Regions from separate parts of the Mus musculus genome. Here region 1 is linked to region 2. The links are chromatin contacts, called in public Hi-C maps. All regions are on one chromosome and are shown on one strand. The core of a region is the stretch at or near the end of the contact, and the rest is flanking DNA. Distances in the headings are between cores, read along the strand shown. Region 1 overlaps Tenm4 (teneurin transmembrane protein 4). Region 2 overlaps Tenm4 (teneurin transmembrane protein 4).

The links. A called contact is a pair of places that touch in the nucleus more often than the background predicts.
Region 1: a contact with region 2 is called in a Hi-C map of cerebral cortex, with 2.3 times the contacts expected there. The contact joins two enhancer-like sites. A contact is called at or near these places in 9 of 39 promoter capture datasets (the 3T3-L1 cell line, cranial neural crest, frontonasal cranial neural crest and 4 more), 1 of 484 Hi-C or Micro-C datasets (cerebral cortex), 2 of 115 datasets of contacts at active chromatin or transcription factors (the NIH/3T3 cell line and fibro-adipogenic progenitors) and 1 of 9 other capture datasets (adipose tissue).

The regions. Positions count from the first base shown.
Region 1 is chr7:96,814,463-96,821,836 of GRCm38.p6, reverse strand. The region is part of intron 18 of Tenm4 (teneurin transmembrane protein 4); the gene reads right to left. Among named protein-coding and RNA genes, the nearest start is that of Gm15413, 17 kb to the right of the region's middle. Within about 2 kb of position 4,331, at least 102 of the 459 cell types and tissues checked have an H3K27ac peak or open chromatin away from gene starts, as enhancers often do. A contact at or near this core is called in adipose tissue and cerebral cortex, where this site is marked.
Region 2 is chr7:96,520,657-96,527,878 of GRCm38.p6, reverse strand. All of the region lies in intron 4 of Tenm4 (teneurin transmembrane protein 4), which reads right to left. Among named protein-coding and RNA genes, the nearest start is that of Gm15412, 180 kb to the right of the region's middle. Within about 2 kb of position 5,383, at least 32 of the 459 cell types and tissues checked have an H3K27ac peak or open chromatin away from gene starts, as enhancers often do. A contact at or near this core is called in adipose tissue and cerebral cortex, where this site is marked.

The DNA of each region.
Region 1 (7,374 bases), core at 3,082-5,581, 300 kb before region 2:
TTGGACAAGTCACTTAAACTATCTGGTCTCAGCTTCCTATATCTTTCTTTCTTTTAAAAATCACTACCTTTAATCTTAGCACCTGGGAGGCAGAGGCAGAGGCAGAGGCAGAGGCAGAGGCAGAGGCAGAGGCAGAGGCAGAGGCAGAGGCAGAGGCAGAGGCAGAGGCAGAGGCAGAGGCAGAGGCAGAGGCAGAGGCAGAGGCAGAGGCAGAGGCAGAGGCAGAGGCAGAGGCAGAGGAGGCAGAGGCAGAGGCAGAGGCAGAGGCAGAGGCAGAGGCAGAGGCAGAGGCAGAGGCAGAGGCAGAGGCAGAGGCAGAGGCAGAGGCAGAGGCAGAGGAGGCAGAGGCAGAGGCAGAGGCAGAGGCAGAGGCAGAGGCAGAGGCAGAGGCAGAGGCAGAGGCAGAGGCAGAGGCAGAGGCAGAGGCAGAGGCAGAGGCAGAGGCAGAGGCAGAGGCAGAGGCAGAGGCAGAGGCAGAGGCAGAGGCAGAGGCAGAGGCAGAGGCAGAGGCAGAGGCAGAGGCAGAGGCAGAGGCAGAGGCAGAGGCAGAGGCAGAGGCAGAGGCAGAGGCAGAGGCAGAGGCAGAGGCAGAGGCAGAGGCAGAGGCAGAGGCAGAGGCAGGAGCAGTTGGATTTCTGAGTTTGAGGCCAGCCTGGTCTACAGAGTGAGTTCCAGGACAGCCAGAGCTACACAGAGAAACCCTGTCTTGAAAAAAAAATTGCTACACATTCTACAGTGTGTGGTATATGTTTGTGTGTGTGTGTTTGTGTGTAAGCATGTACCATAGTGTGCATAAGGAGATAGTCCATGTGAGTTCTCCCCTTCCACCCTGCTAGTCCTAAGGATGAAGCTCAGGTTGTTAGGCTTGGTGACAAGTCCCTTCACCCATGGAACCGCTTTACTTGACCAGTTTCCTATGTTTCTTATGAGCCTAATAAGAGTGTCATGTAAGTTTCCATCCCACAGTAAACTGTATAGCATAGATCCCCAAATCCAACACGGTATGGGATATACAGTGGGTGTTAATAAGGGATAGTTTCCCTTTCTGACCCTGAACCTAGAACATGGTTCACTAAATGGTGTGTGTGGGGGGAGGGGTGTTTACCTGGCAGAGCCACCTGTGTTTCTCACCTCAGTATTATTTTGGGTGGCCTGTCTTCTCCCTTGCAGGTAGCACTGCCAAGCAAAGCACCCACCCTTTCCTGAGTCAGCAGGTCTCATCCCACACTTCCCTGCTGCCCCCATCAGACGTTGCTTAAACACATAATTACAGCCCCAGCAGAGGGTGATTTGCATTCTGCTATTGATGTTAGCATGACAGCTTCAGCTGCTGCATCCATAACTCTGCAGAGACGCTCCATTATTCAATCCCAGCGAGCGGGGACGTTGACCATTAAATCAGCTAGCACAATTGAAGGGCCGTGAAAAGTCATGGCTAATTTGAAATTTTATTAGCTCCTGCCTGCTCTTGTTTACCACCAAAGTAGTCCTTGGAAGCCAGACTTTTACCTTTTTATAAACACTGCTTCCTTCGTGGCACCTGGGAGGGACTGTTTCCTGTCGGGGTGTCTACTCTCCATTTGTGGAGAAGGTGAGCCAGGAATGAGAGGGTGGTTCTCATCTGCACCAGGTTGATGAAGCTGACAAATGACAGTGATGCCAGGCTGGGCACTGTGGTAAACACTTTGTGATGAGCAGTGATGACCTTGGCTACTACTTATTTTAAGAGGTGGCCACTGTCATCACTGTCACTTCACAGGGAAGGAACCGCAGGTCAGAAGTGGTAAAGTTGACTTAGTGACTACTCATAGAGTACTCATAGAGGTATCCTGTAAAGAAGCCGAGGAAGGATTTGAACTCAGTTCTTTCAGGTGTATTAAATTTTCTTTGAGTCATCCTGTCAAGAACTAGTTTTCTAAGTGAAGGACAGGGACACAGAATGCACTAATGTGCGATGCTCAGTGGCACTTAAGGTGATTTCTCTCCAGCCAGATGGTCACACCCTATCCAACTTTGCATTGTGTGACCCTGTACAAGCTGCTTAATGTCTTCAAACCTCAGGCTCCAGACCTTTAGCTATGCATAATGACAGACAAAGAAAGCTGCTTCATTCTTTAGACTCACGAATCTGCCCCACTGCCAGGTGGGAGGCTTCCTTTTGGGTGTCTTACGACAACAAAACAGATTGTCTAGAAAAGTTGTAGACAGACAATCTGTCTCCAGCCTGGGATACAGCATGCATGCTCTATAGAAAGCCATGCATCATAACTTAGGCATTTTAAGATTGTGCCTTACATGAGTTCTGGAAAATTCTCCTATAAACTGGGAATGTTCCTTTATTTCTCTTTAGCCCTTTCTTCAGGATACTCATAAAAGCTTAAGGGGCCGTCTCCTATTTCATGCCTTTCAACCCTTTCATTTCTGCCTTTTTTTATTTGTGTCCCATTCTGATATATTTCCTCAGACTTCTATTCTACTTCACTTATTTTTCCTTCATTTGTGTCTGGTCTGCTGTTTAATTTGTCCCTTGGGTCATTAATTTAAGTGACAATACTTTGAGATTTGCAGATGGTCTCTCTGGGCCTTTTTAAATGGGGGCCCCCTCTTTTTCCTTCCCTGATGGTGGATTGTTCCATCCTTAGGGTTTTTTTTTTTTTATGTATCAGTTTATATCTGTAGTCATATAAAAGCTTATTTATGGTATACTTGCTGTTGGATTAAGTTCTTGGGAGTGGTAATCCTCTTGTATGGCATAGCTGTTAACCTCAGCCTGTGGTCAGCCACCTCCTGACCTCCCCTAGCACAGTTTCTGGTGACTTCTGCCTGCTGTGCCAGGGTGCCACTTACCTAGGATGGCTTCTTAGGTGGGGTTCTTAGCTTGGCATTAGTACTCTGGCAAGCAAGATCAGACCAGGACCTTTGTGGTGTAAGCGCTGTCTCTCACTGATGGCTCTTCTGTCCCCTGGCTCTGAGACTGAGAAAAGCCTCCGTGCCATGCCCTTTGCTCTAGCGGGCACATACTTTAAATCGAGCCTCTCGGCTCTTCAGTTTTCTGTTTAGTGTCAGCAGTAGTGTCCTACTGTGAACATACCCCTGTCACCATGAGTGTGTCATAGCTCTGTGCCTGCTGCCCTGGCTTTCAGTTTCATTTTATTTCTGAGTTTCAGGGCACCCTTGTCTCCCCTACTTTCTCCTTTGCTGAGTTTTAAAAGGAAATTGTTGTATTTTGTGGTCAATAGGGTGCTATGATGACCTACTTGGGTATTTTGCTGGAAATAAATGTCCAGCAAAAGCTCCGAGCTTTTACTTTCACCTGTTAAATGAATCAATGTGAAACCTACTTCACATGATATGGGGGTAGAGGGGGTGGCAGTGAGAAGCTCCTATGTAAGGACTCAGCCAAGGAAAGTTACTAGTGGCTTCTGACAGGTACTTCCTGTTAGCAAGCATCCTGGTATCCTGGCAACCAGTAGCCATTTGATGGAGCCCTGATCTCTTCCTCTGCATACATTCCAGGCAGGATTCTGGGTACAGAGTGACCTCAGAGGACTGAGATGGATAAAGCCAACTATGGTGACACATGAAAGGTAAGGTACTAGAGCTCTCAAGGAGCTTTCAAACTAGTATCATTGAAAAGGAGATATCACATAAGCCACACTCTTACCAGAAACTTCGGGATTATGGAATTGCTCACTGTGTGCACGGTGGGTTAGCGACTGATACCAGACCAGAAATTCTGCTTGCCTGTACCCTGTTATGCTGATGCTTTGTATGCTTGGCAAATGCTTGCTGAGCAGTGAATGCAGGCAACTTGTCTACCATCGTATTTAAGTGAGACACCTATTTTGAAATGAATGGGGCCCACAAACTTCATTTACAAAGCATTATACAAGACTGGCATTTAGGAAAAAACTTTGTTTTTGAAGGTAGCATATGAATATGCCTGTTCCACAATATGTGTGTATCTGTGTGCATGCATGTATGTATATATGCGTATTTATGTATGTATGTATGTATGTATGTCTTTATATATATGTATGTGTGTATGTATTTCTGTGTTTATGTATTTGTGTGTATGTATATATGTATTTAAGTATGTTTGTATGTGTGTACATTTGTATATGTGTATGCTCCTGCATAACTCAATTTTCTTAGGCAGAGATGATAAGTTTTAGAAGACATGTATGACAAGGAGAAGCCATGCTTTGGAACAGAAGAGTAAATCCTGGGGAAGAAGAAATCAGTCTGTAATTTTGGAGACTCTGTGGTTTGAAAGGTTTGGTATTTTCTGAGTACCTCATGACTCACTGTGTGAGGCTCCCAAGTCTAACAGATCAGTGTGGCCAGGCCCATGGGGGGTGGGAGCTGTGGCCGGAGCCACGCAGGAAGAGCTCATCCCTCTCTCTGGGAAGAAGGGAAGCCCAGGAGATGGTGAAGACCTCCCAGGTAGGGATCCTCCCCAGCCCGGGGTGGGATATATCCTGGAAGAGAGAGAATGCTTAAAAGCAGACTAGGATTGCTAAGAATAAGCAGTTTTACTGCGGCTGCTTACAGGGCTCCTTAAACTGGTAAGTGCAAGTCAGGGAAGAGCCCATCTGTCTTTCTGCCAGCTTGCATCAGCCAGCCTCATCTTGCTGTTCTGTGCAGTCCGGCCGCAGAGCTAGCTGTCCTACAGGAAGCTGTGAGCAGCCCTGGGGGAGGCCCTGGGGAAGGAGAGAAGGGTGTGGCCCCTCCCCCTTTCTGTACACATCCCAGAGAAGTTTTTGTCATTTGCTATAATGGATTCTGTGCCTTCTTTCAAAAGGACTTGTGAAATCTTTATCTGCTCTTTGGAACACAAGATTTTTAAAGGTCAATTTCTTTCTTGTCTCTTATCATGAGAAACGTGGTTTAGAGATAGTCTGGAGGGTGACCAGATTGTAGGGCTTTGTGTGAACGCTCCATCCTCACAGTGGGAGATGGGGGGTAGGGGCAGAAGGGGAGACAGGGAACTTTGCTCTCCCTTTTCTTGAAATTTCTCCTGGGCTGCATCTGTCAATTTGGGCATCGCCAGCCATGATTGTCTTTCAAGGTGCCAAGAGCCTCAGTAGAGATTATTACACATTGAAGCTGCTTAGAGAAACCTTATCAAAAAGGATCTGACTGCTTAAATTCCAGCAGAGCTTTTATTCTGGCATCTTTATAGCTCCTGCCTGGTCTAGCTCTCCTGCTGATCCGCTGTGTGAGGCTTCATATCTTAACTGCATTTCTCCTAGACTCCATTTCCTTGTATGTAAATGTTTCTGCCTACAAGTGTGTTGGGAGGAGCAGTGAAATGATGCACATGTAGACTTTTTATTCCACAAATATGTAATTGTTTAGGATACATTTCTTTCTCAAGGCCAGGTCTTACTTGGTAGCCCATGCTAGCCTTAAACTTATGATCTTCTTGCCTTAGTCTCCTAATTATTGGTGTGAATCACCAGACCCAGCATGCAAGACAGATTTTAATAAAGAAAATTGGAAAAATAGTCAAGATTCACAAAGAATGAAAAAAATATGGTACCTCCATGTGCAAGAAGACAGAAAAAAAACTTCACAGAGGGCAAAATTTCAATGAAAAATAGTTATACATAAATATATATTTTATGATAAACACAATGCCCTGTGATTTCGGGCAGAAAGGATCAGGAAGAGAGCTGACACTTACAAATAACAAGTTGAGTAACTCACTGGACATCACACAGTAAGAAGAGCCTGGAATCTGAATCCAGGGGCCAGGCTTTTCATCTTTGTGTTATGTTGACCAATCACAGGCACTTTAAAGTCAAACCTGTAGTTCTTACTGTGACCCTGCAAGGGAGGCATCACCTCCATAGTTCACGGTCACTCTGCATGGAGGAACTACCATTTCACCGTCTTTGAGATGGGGGTGAGACGAATTCTCATGGATGGTCACTGTGTGTCATTTGAGAAGATGCATGTGATAGCATTTCATGCAGGAATTTGCACAGGGTAAGAGATGAAGAAGGTAGCTATCATCTGCAACTGAGACTCACGGAGAAACTGGTGCTAAGCTAGTGTCAGGGTCCTAGTGCTTGCCCCTCTGGGCCCACTCAGCAGCCAGCTCCCTTGGGTGAAATCTGAGGCATTCAAGAGGCACAGAGCAACTCCACAGAAGCTTAGGAGACCAGCTGCTTCCTAGTCATATTCAGGATGCTTTCTGCTTTTCAATTCAGAGAACAACCAACCACACGTGAAGACAAAACAAACCAATAATACTCTCCCAATTCAACCATATGGGCAAATTTTTTTTTTTTTTTTGTCTCACAGATTAAAAACACTGGAATAGCATTCTTAATGAACCTTGGAATTCAAGTTGAATTTTAAAAAGATTACTTTAAGCCTAGAAAGTTGGGGGGGGGGTAAAGGGGGGAGGAAGAAATGGGAGTTCTCAGGTAGCTTGAAGGACCTTGGTGGTTGACAAGGGAGCCAGGTCTGAGGTTTGGGTATAGCAAAGGCTGTAATGCAGTCAGGCCAGGCCTCAGAGCCACTAGCAGACCGTTTTATCCAGTGGCATGATCTGGGTAGAATAGAAGCTAAGCTCTTGTGTCCTTCTCCGAGGAGATGGTGAGGGACATCAATACCATGTTCCTCTCAATGTCACCCTACAAATCCACCACTGAGCTACAAGCTGTCAAATGACACTGGAGTTCTCCTAGGCTCTAGAAGCCTCTGAGACAATTTTTCAAAGCCTCTTCATTTCTGGGCAACAATCTCCACATTTTTGGAAGAGCAGAAGTCTATATGGGAAGAAGCAGCCTTCTAGATGTATATAAGGCCACATGCAGTAACTCAGCTGGAGTTCTAGTGTGGGCCATGCTATTGGCTTTCTGTGTGACTCTAATGAAATAAATGAGGTCACATGTCTGGGTTCCCAACTCCTTGTCAATGTCATGCAGGGGAGGAGAAGGAGGGAGATAAAGTTCCCTCTAGACTAGATTCAACATTAAGCTCTGCTAATTTCTCCTTCAAGCCCTGAGTCATTTCAAGAACTCAGTGGGCCTCTTGCCCTTTCCCCTTCTACCCTGAACTACTTTCTGGTATTATGCTGAGTCCCCTGCCTCAGCAGACATGAAGGTGACTATTTCATTTTGTTTCCATTAGATGTAGTCATTTGGACACCAATTTCTTCTAATCTGATTGTCTCTGCTTGGGCAGGGCTAAGAGATTAAAAGGCCAATGAGGATAATCTTGGGCCCTTCTGGTCCTGTAGTTTATTTTATCCATGCTACCTTACAAAGTAGGGATGCTCTGAACCTCTGAACTCTCCCAATGGATAGAAATCCCACTGAACTTATAAACTTAGAAGATTCCAAAGTAAGGTAAGACCTC
Region 2 (7,222 bases), core at 4,134-6,633:
AGATAGACTGACAGAGCTGTGAGTACAAATACGTTTTCTCAGTAGAGATCTGCAAATAGGATGCTTGCTAACCTGACTCTTTTTGAAGCTACTTACTAGAGGCAAGGAAACCAATGCTGTCTTCCCTCCTCCCGATTGTTCCCTGAGGAACACCCCCTGGTTTCTGAGCTGTGTTCTCAGAAGCCTGCTTTATATGAATTGACCTACCTTGTCCACCATGTCAATAAAGAAGTAAAGTAACACATTAATTATAACCAGCAAAGGTTAGCTGAATAGCTACTTTGTACCAGGCCATCAAGGCTGCCATTTTGGGCTATAACTATAAATACCATCTGCTTGCTTCCTTCTCTGAGGTTTCTCCTCCAGCTCAGGGGATAGTTAAGAATGTGGAAAACTGGGTAGTTCCTGCAGGAGCCACTGTTTCCAGAGTAAGTTACTCTACCTCACACGGTCTCATTCTCCCTATCTCCAATATGAGGACTACAATCTCTGTTGTCCACAAGCTTGAGAAACTCAAACAGGATCACAAATCTGAAACGTATGTGGTAATTTAGAAAACATTATAATAATCATACCAGAGGCTATAAAGGCAGACGTGATTGCTGGCAAATCCAAGACTCATTCTCTTCCTACTTTTCCCCAGACTGAAACAAATTTTGTCCAACAAATAAAACAAGCCTGCCTAGTTCATGATTGCCAGCTATTCACTTTCCCAGACTCCCTTGCGGTTATTGGTAACCACATGACTTTATTCTGGCCAATCAGTTGGGAACGGAAGCTTACTGGTAGAAGGAACTTGGAAGGGTGATGGCTGATACCACATATTTCCTTCTTATCCTAAATGTGAGCTCAGGTGGCCATGATGGCCCATCAAAGCAGACTTAAGGATGGTGATATAGCTCCACTTGCCCTTTCTGCTTTCTCCATCTCTGTGCCCCCCCCAACACCCAAGGCACCATCTATCCTAGGTGACAGCTTCAGCCTCCAACCAGATGTTATCTCATGGTAAACTGAGTGCAAGGTGACATGGCAGAAAACATGGCGCTAAGGTCATCCCGAAAGCACTGTGGCTGTAGGGAAAGTCCTTATGGTATAAGAAGTGGTAGACACAGTGCACGAGGGGTTCAAGCCACACTAGGGTACCTTTGAACACTGGGGGCAGGATTAGAACTGCACCCCCATGACTCTTCCACATAGGAGCTGATCTCTAATCAGATGGTTGTCCCAAACTGGGCTCCTGCCTTCTCTAAAGCCTGCCCTTGCTCTTAACTCAGCAAGAGTCAAAAATCATGACAAATCCTTGAAAACCTACAGTTGTGACTGGAGTGAGGCATTTCCGTGCTGACTCCACACACTCTTTGCCTTATAGATGAGGACATTGGAGGCGTGGATGGGTAATTAAGCTTATCCAAGAACCAATGCCGAACCAGGTCTTCAAGACTGTGTGGTTAAGGCCTGGGTTGTCTACCACAGTAGTCACCCACAGCATGTAATAGATTTCAATTTTAATTGCTGTTAAAATAACAATTAAGGTTTTTAATTGTATCGTCACATTTCATGAACACAGCAGCCACATGTAGAGACTGGCTAAGTGTAGACAGTGGTGTTCTAGAAGTTCGGGGTGGTCGGAGAGTAATTCATGAGTCCCCACCTGACAGGCCTGTACAAGGGTCCAAACCTGGTGTCTCCTGTTTGACTTGAAGAAGCAGACAGGGGTCGGGGAGAGAAGCTTTTTCAAGTATACACAACTGCTTGTCAATGTACAGTGTGCCTGGCATCTGCTAACCGGTTGTCTCTCACACCAGCTCTATGCCATGTGGGAGACTAGACAGTGAGATACAGGAGTGGATGGGAGAAGACTGAGATACAGGAGTGGATGGGAGAAGACTTGTCTAAGCTGGGGATGGTGGAGTTTGAGCTCAAACTCAGACCCGATCGATCCTTCTGCAGCAGCTCTGTGGCAAGGGGCCGTTTTGGAAGTGTTTCCCCCTTTCATTCATTTATGAAAGGACAAATTGGATCTTTCCAGTGAAGAAGGCCAAGTCCCAGAAGGGGATAGTTGGGGACAGTTTTCAGTTTTCAACCTTGGCCCAGAGGGAGGTGGTTCTCCCTACAGAGCACCTCTGTCTCTATCTGTGACTTGGGAGGCAGGTCATAGGGGAAGCCCATTCTTTCTGGGGCCTCCCTCACAGGCTGGGCTGAGGTCTCTATAAATCAGGTTCTGTTCACCCCTTAGACTCCAGACTGGAGTGGGAGTGAGAGGATACAGCTTTAAGAAGCTGGGGCTCCTAGGCTCCACAGAGAGCTTGCAGAAGTCTCCAAGGCTGGGCCTGATTTACGAGGCTGCTTATGGCTCCAGGCTGTCCCAGATCTGTGCCTGCCCCAGCCCCAAGTTGTGCACTGACCCAGAGAGGGGTCAAAAGATCTGAGGCTGGACCCAGGAGAGTAGGCCAGATCTATTCCATCTGCTCTCCAGAGGATTTGGCATCAGCTATGTCTGGCAGGAGGGCTATATCTGGCCACACCCATTTTTACCTGGCTAGACAAGTCGGGTGTGGGAGGGGCAGAGGAGGCATGGCCTGACAACCTTGGATGTAGGGTCCTAATGGTTTGTGGGACTACCTACAGCTAACCTTCAACCACTATAATAACCCTTCCAAGAAGCTTGGACCCTCGTTTCAAAAGTGGGAACAATGGCTCCAGAGGGCAAGTGGTATCCCAAGGTAAGCAGCAGGCAACCAGGATGCTCACACACCTCTGCTTCTTGTCTTCAGCTCCTCACACAGCTGCCCACATTTGGCCATTCTCTCTTGATCAAGGAAGACAAACAACCCTCATGGAGAATAGCCAGCAGGCTCCTTTGCATTCTCCCATATGCTATACTGAAGGTGAAAGCACACTGACTCATCTGGTCCTGAAATACTTAGAAAATAAAATGGATTCTGTTGCCAGGGCCAACACCAGGCCTGCAGCCTGCAGCCTGCAGCCTGCAAGAGAGTTGGGAACGTGCTTGCCTCTAGCAGCCTGTTTCTTCCTGCAGTGAGGGATCAGACTTCCCGGGTTTAACAAAGCCCTAACTCTCTGTTTCCTGCAACTGTGGTACCACTTGCCATTTCCAGACACCTGCCCAGCACGTACCAGGCCAGCCTGTTATCGTCGTTTCTTTTGGTAGCCTGGAAAAGTAAATATTGTCATCCAATTTGAAGGAGATCAGAGGGATCTATGACTCACAGCTAATGCAGAGCAGCCCTAGAGCTCAACCCAGCTACATTGTCTCCTAACTCTGTTATGCTTTCCCTGCAGCACGGTGGCCTCAAAGAATGGGCTAGCCTGGGTTAACCCATGGCTGGGCCATGTGATTGTCACCTCTCTGTTGTTCTGTCCGGGGGGGGGGTCTCACATCCAGGAAATAAGAAACATTCAGTAAGGTTGCAAGGGTGGACACTAAAGCCTGAACCTGGATGTAGACGTCACCATTGCTACTTGCCAGCTGTGTGACTCTCTATAAAGAACCTCTCCAGCTCTGTTTCCGGTTCTGCCTAGCTACCTAACCCAGGTAACTGACTATTCCCCTGAAGCATCTGGCACCACACTGGTCGAAGGTAAGCAACTGATAAATGTTCAAGATCACGATGGCCGTGCTTCCATTGGAACCAGTAAGGAAACAGACAGGGTGAAGAACACTCTGTTGGCCCTGCAGAGAGATGAGGGAGGTTGCTGCGAGGACAAAATTTTGGGGTGATAGTTTCAGTTCCACTGTTACAGAGGTCTCAGGTCCACTGTTACAGAGAAGCCCAGAAGGAGTTTGTCAGCACAAACAGTCACTCTGTAAGTGACCAATGGTCTTCTTTATGTCCACATAAACCTGGCAAGCATCAGTTCCCCGTTCCCTCAGCCTTACCCATAGTCAGCTCTTGCAGATAGCAAGCAGCTGTCTGGGAAGCCAATTCTTGGGATCTGTCCCCGACTCAGAGAGGCTGGGATGCCAGAAGACCAGACCTAGCCAAACATATGGACCTGCAACCTAGTAAAGTCCACAGCTGGGCCACTGGCTGGCTTTTCTTCTGTTCCTTGGAATATTCTGGCAACTCTAAAATAGTTTCAGCAACTTATAGACATTTTCCCAGGATATTCTGGTCTCTAAGGGAACAATCTGCTCTTTTCTCACACTTTTAAATCCCTTTTCTTGGAAGACCAGTTCTTGTGCGAGTACACACACACACACACACACACACACACACACACACTCTTAATTTGGCCCTGGATATGATTAGTAAGATTTCAGTGTATAGACTTTGGGACTGGCTAAGCTTACTGAGTGAATTTTATTTGCAAGTTCTTAATAGTAAAGTTCTAATTATTATTTTTTTAAAAAATTTCAATAATGTATTACATAATAGCAATTACTATACTATTCATTAAATTCATGTTAACTAAAGAAGTAGCTTTCATCTTTATCATCACACCAAGTCCTCCCAGCAACCCCCAAGAGAGGACTCTGTTATCTCCATCCAGTTTACAGATAGGGAAACAGAGGCAAGCTGACTTGCCAGAGGCAGATACTAGTTCTGCACTGCTGGCACGGAGGACAGGGTGAAGACATGGTGCCCAGGGGCCCATTTTCTTTCTTCTGGGCCAAAGAGCTTACCAGGCAGAGCTGCTCCCTCCTCTGTTGTAAGGCCACAGAGGGACTCTATCAGTTCTTAAAGTCTCTGCTTCTCAAAGCCCAGACAACCCAAAATTCCTTGCACTTTATACCGTGGCTTCCTCTCTGGCTTTCCAAAGCATTCCTAGCCAGCTGTGCTTCCTCTCTGTGGTCTGAACAGATAATTAAAGCCCAGATTCCTTCTTCCAGAACATATATTTGGAAAATAAAAATTTTCCTCATTTTTTTTAATCTCACAAACAAACAAACAAACAACAATGAAGAAAACCAGGTCCCTCAACCCTTCAAAATAGAACAAAGGAATCCTAAAAACCATTTACAAGCAGCATCTTACACTAGAAGTCAGGGGAGATCAAACAATAAACTGTCAATACAGTACCAAACAGTGACCATTAGAGTTACCTGGACATCAGTGGCTAGCCACTAACTTCCCACGGTGGTCATAGTCACACATACTTTTTAGAACTCCAACGTGAAACTAGGCAAGAAGCCTTAAAAAATGAACACCACTTGACTTGGAATTGGGAGTCTACAGAGCACAAGACAATAACACCAAAGCATACAGATAACTATAAACTGTGACAATGGGCCAGGCTCTCCTACTTAGGCAGCATAAGAAGTTGTTGAGAAGGGAAATGCCCTCCCCACAACTGGTGAAGGCTGAAAGGGAGGACTCAGCAATCGCAGGTACACACGTCGTTCTCAACTCACATGATCCTCTGTCCTCAGGGCTGTCTGCTGTTTTGCAGTGGCCTGCCCAAGTAGCATTATCTGCTGCCTTCCACAGCATCATCCTGGGTCTCCTGTGTTGCCTCCATCCCATCTCCTGGCCAGTGATAGTCATCTTTCATGGATGCCATGTGATCATATCACTCCCAATGCAGGCTTATTTCTCCGGCTTCCCCCCTCCTCCTAGCAGATCGCCAAGCTCTGCCCCCAGGACCCTCCTGTCTCCTCCCTTCCAGATGCTCATTAAGCCCTAGAAATGTGCTCCCAGTCAGGCACCTGCTTGTGTGCAGACTTTACTCAGCATGAGTCAGAGAACTTGCCTTCCAAAGCAGGCCCTTAACTGGAGATGGCTCCTCCCAAGCATTTGCCTAAGGAAGACTCATCGTGAAGAAGAGCTGGCGGCAGGCCACCAGAATAGGCTCCCACCCTCCAGGAACAGGGGCACACCCGATCCCACAAAGACGAGGAGCAGAAGGAGCACTCGACTAGCAGATGCACATGTTAGTTTGCATTTGGTCCCCTCTCTCCTAGACACATTCTCTTGTTACGGTAGGCATGTGATGTGCCTTGTCGAGGCTCAGGGGCTTCCAGGTGCAAACCAGACCAACATGCCTGGCCCCAGAGTCATAAACAACAGCAACTTTATCACCATTCCGGGACATCATCGCTCTGAAATCGATGTAGCATAGCAACTAGAAAAACCAGAATTTTCACCCCAGCACCCAAACCTATGGTAATGAATGAGCACGAAGGTCGGCTTTACTCATCCTTCAGGTAAGAACATAGAGAGCCCCTTCAGCTCCTTGCTAACTGACCTCAAACAAGATGTCACATGTAGAAATGACCTTGTAAATGGTTCAACAGGGACAAATGTAACCATTTATTCTGCCATGCCCAAACCTGCTTCCTCAAAGCTAGTAGGTACCCCAGACATCACAGAGACATCTTGCCATCAGGTCCCCTTGAGCCTTCCCTCCCTCTGTTTGTGTGACCCCATTGCCCAGCCATTTCCAAAGCCATTGGTTTGCTTCAGGTATCGCCAGGGCTGTCCCTTGGGTGGGGCTCAACTTAAGAGAGGGCTCCTGGATTTTCCTTCGTGGGAATCATGCCTAGTCTGTTTCTTCTGTCCTTTGCAAGGCCTCCCTACGGACTTCTGTGTGCGTTCCACTCTTCACATCATTCTCCCTGCCTTGCCGTAGTCCAGGGTCTGAACTGAAGGTCTATGGGTGTTGAGGACAGAAACGTAGCAGTGTCTTTCTTGCCTTTGTCATGTCTTCTCTTGGGAAGGATGACGTCATCATTTATTTTAGTTTTGTGTGTGTGTGCGTGTATGTGTGCACTCACCATGCATGCATATTTCTAGATACAGGAGAGGGTATTTGAGGAGCCAGAGAGGGTATCAGAGCCCCCTGGAGCTGCAGTTATAGGCAATTGCGAGCTGCCCCACATAGGTGTTGAGAATCAAAGTCAGGTGCTTTGGGAGACCAGTGTGTGCTCTTAACAGCTGAGCCACCTCCCCAGCTCCCAAAGGCCTGGAATTACCATCAGCTACTACACGCAGTCTGTCTTTGTATAACTTTGACCTTGAATTTCCCCCTACTTTTTCTTTAACTTTCAGCAACTTTCAGGCATTGCTTAGGGAAGATCTGGACTCCAGCTCTTTTTATAATTTAATATATTTTTTGAGAATTTTATAGATGAGAGCCTCTACTTCTCCAATTCTTCTTGTGTACTCAGATCCATCTCAAATTCACAAACTCCTTTTTAAAAAATTATTATATAATGTAAACCAATGTCTATTATATTATACATACATCCTTCTGAGCC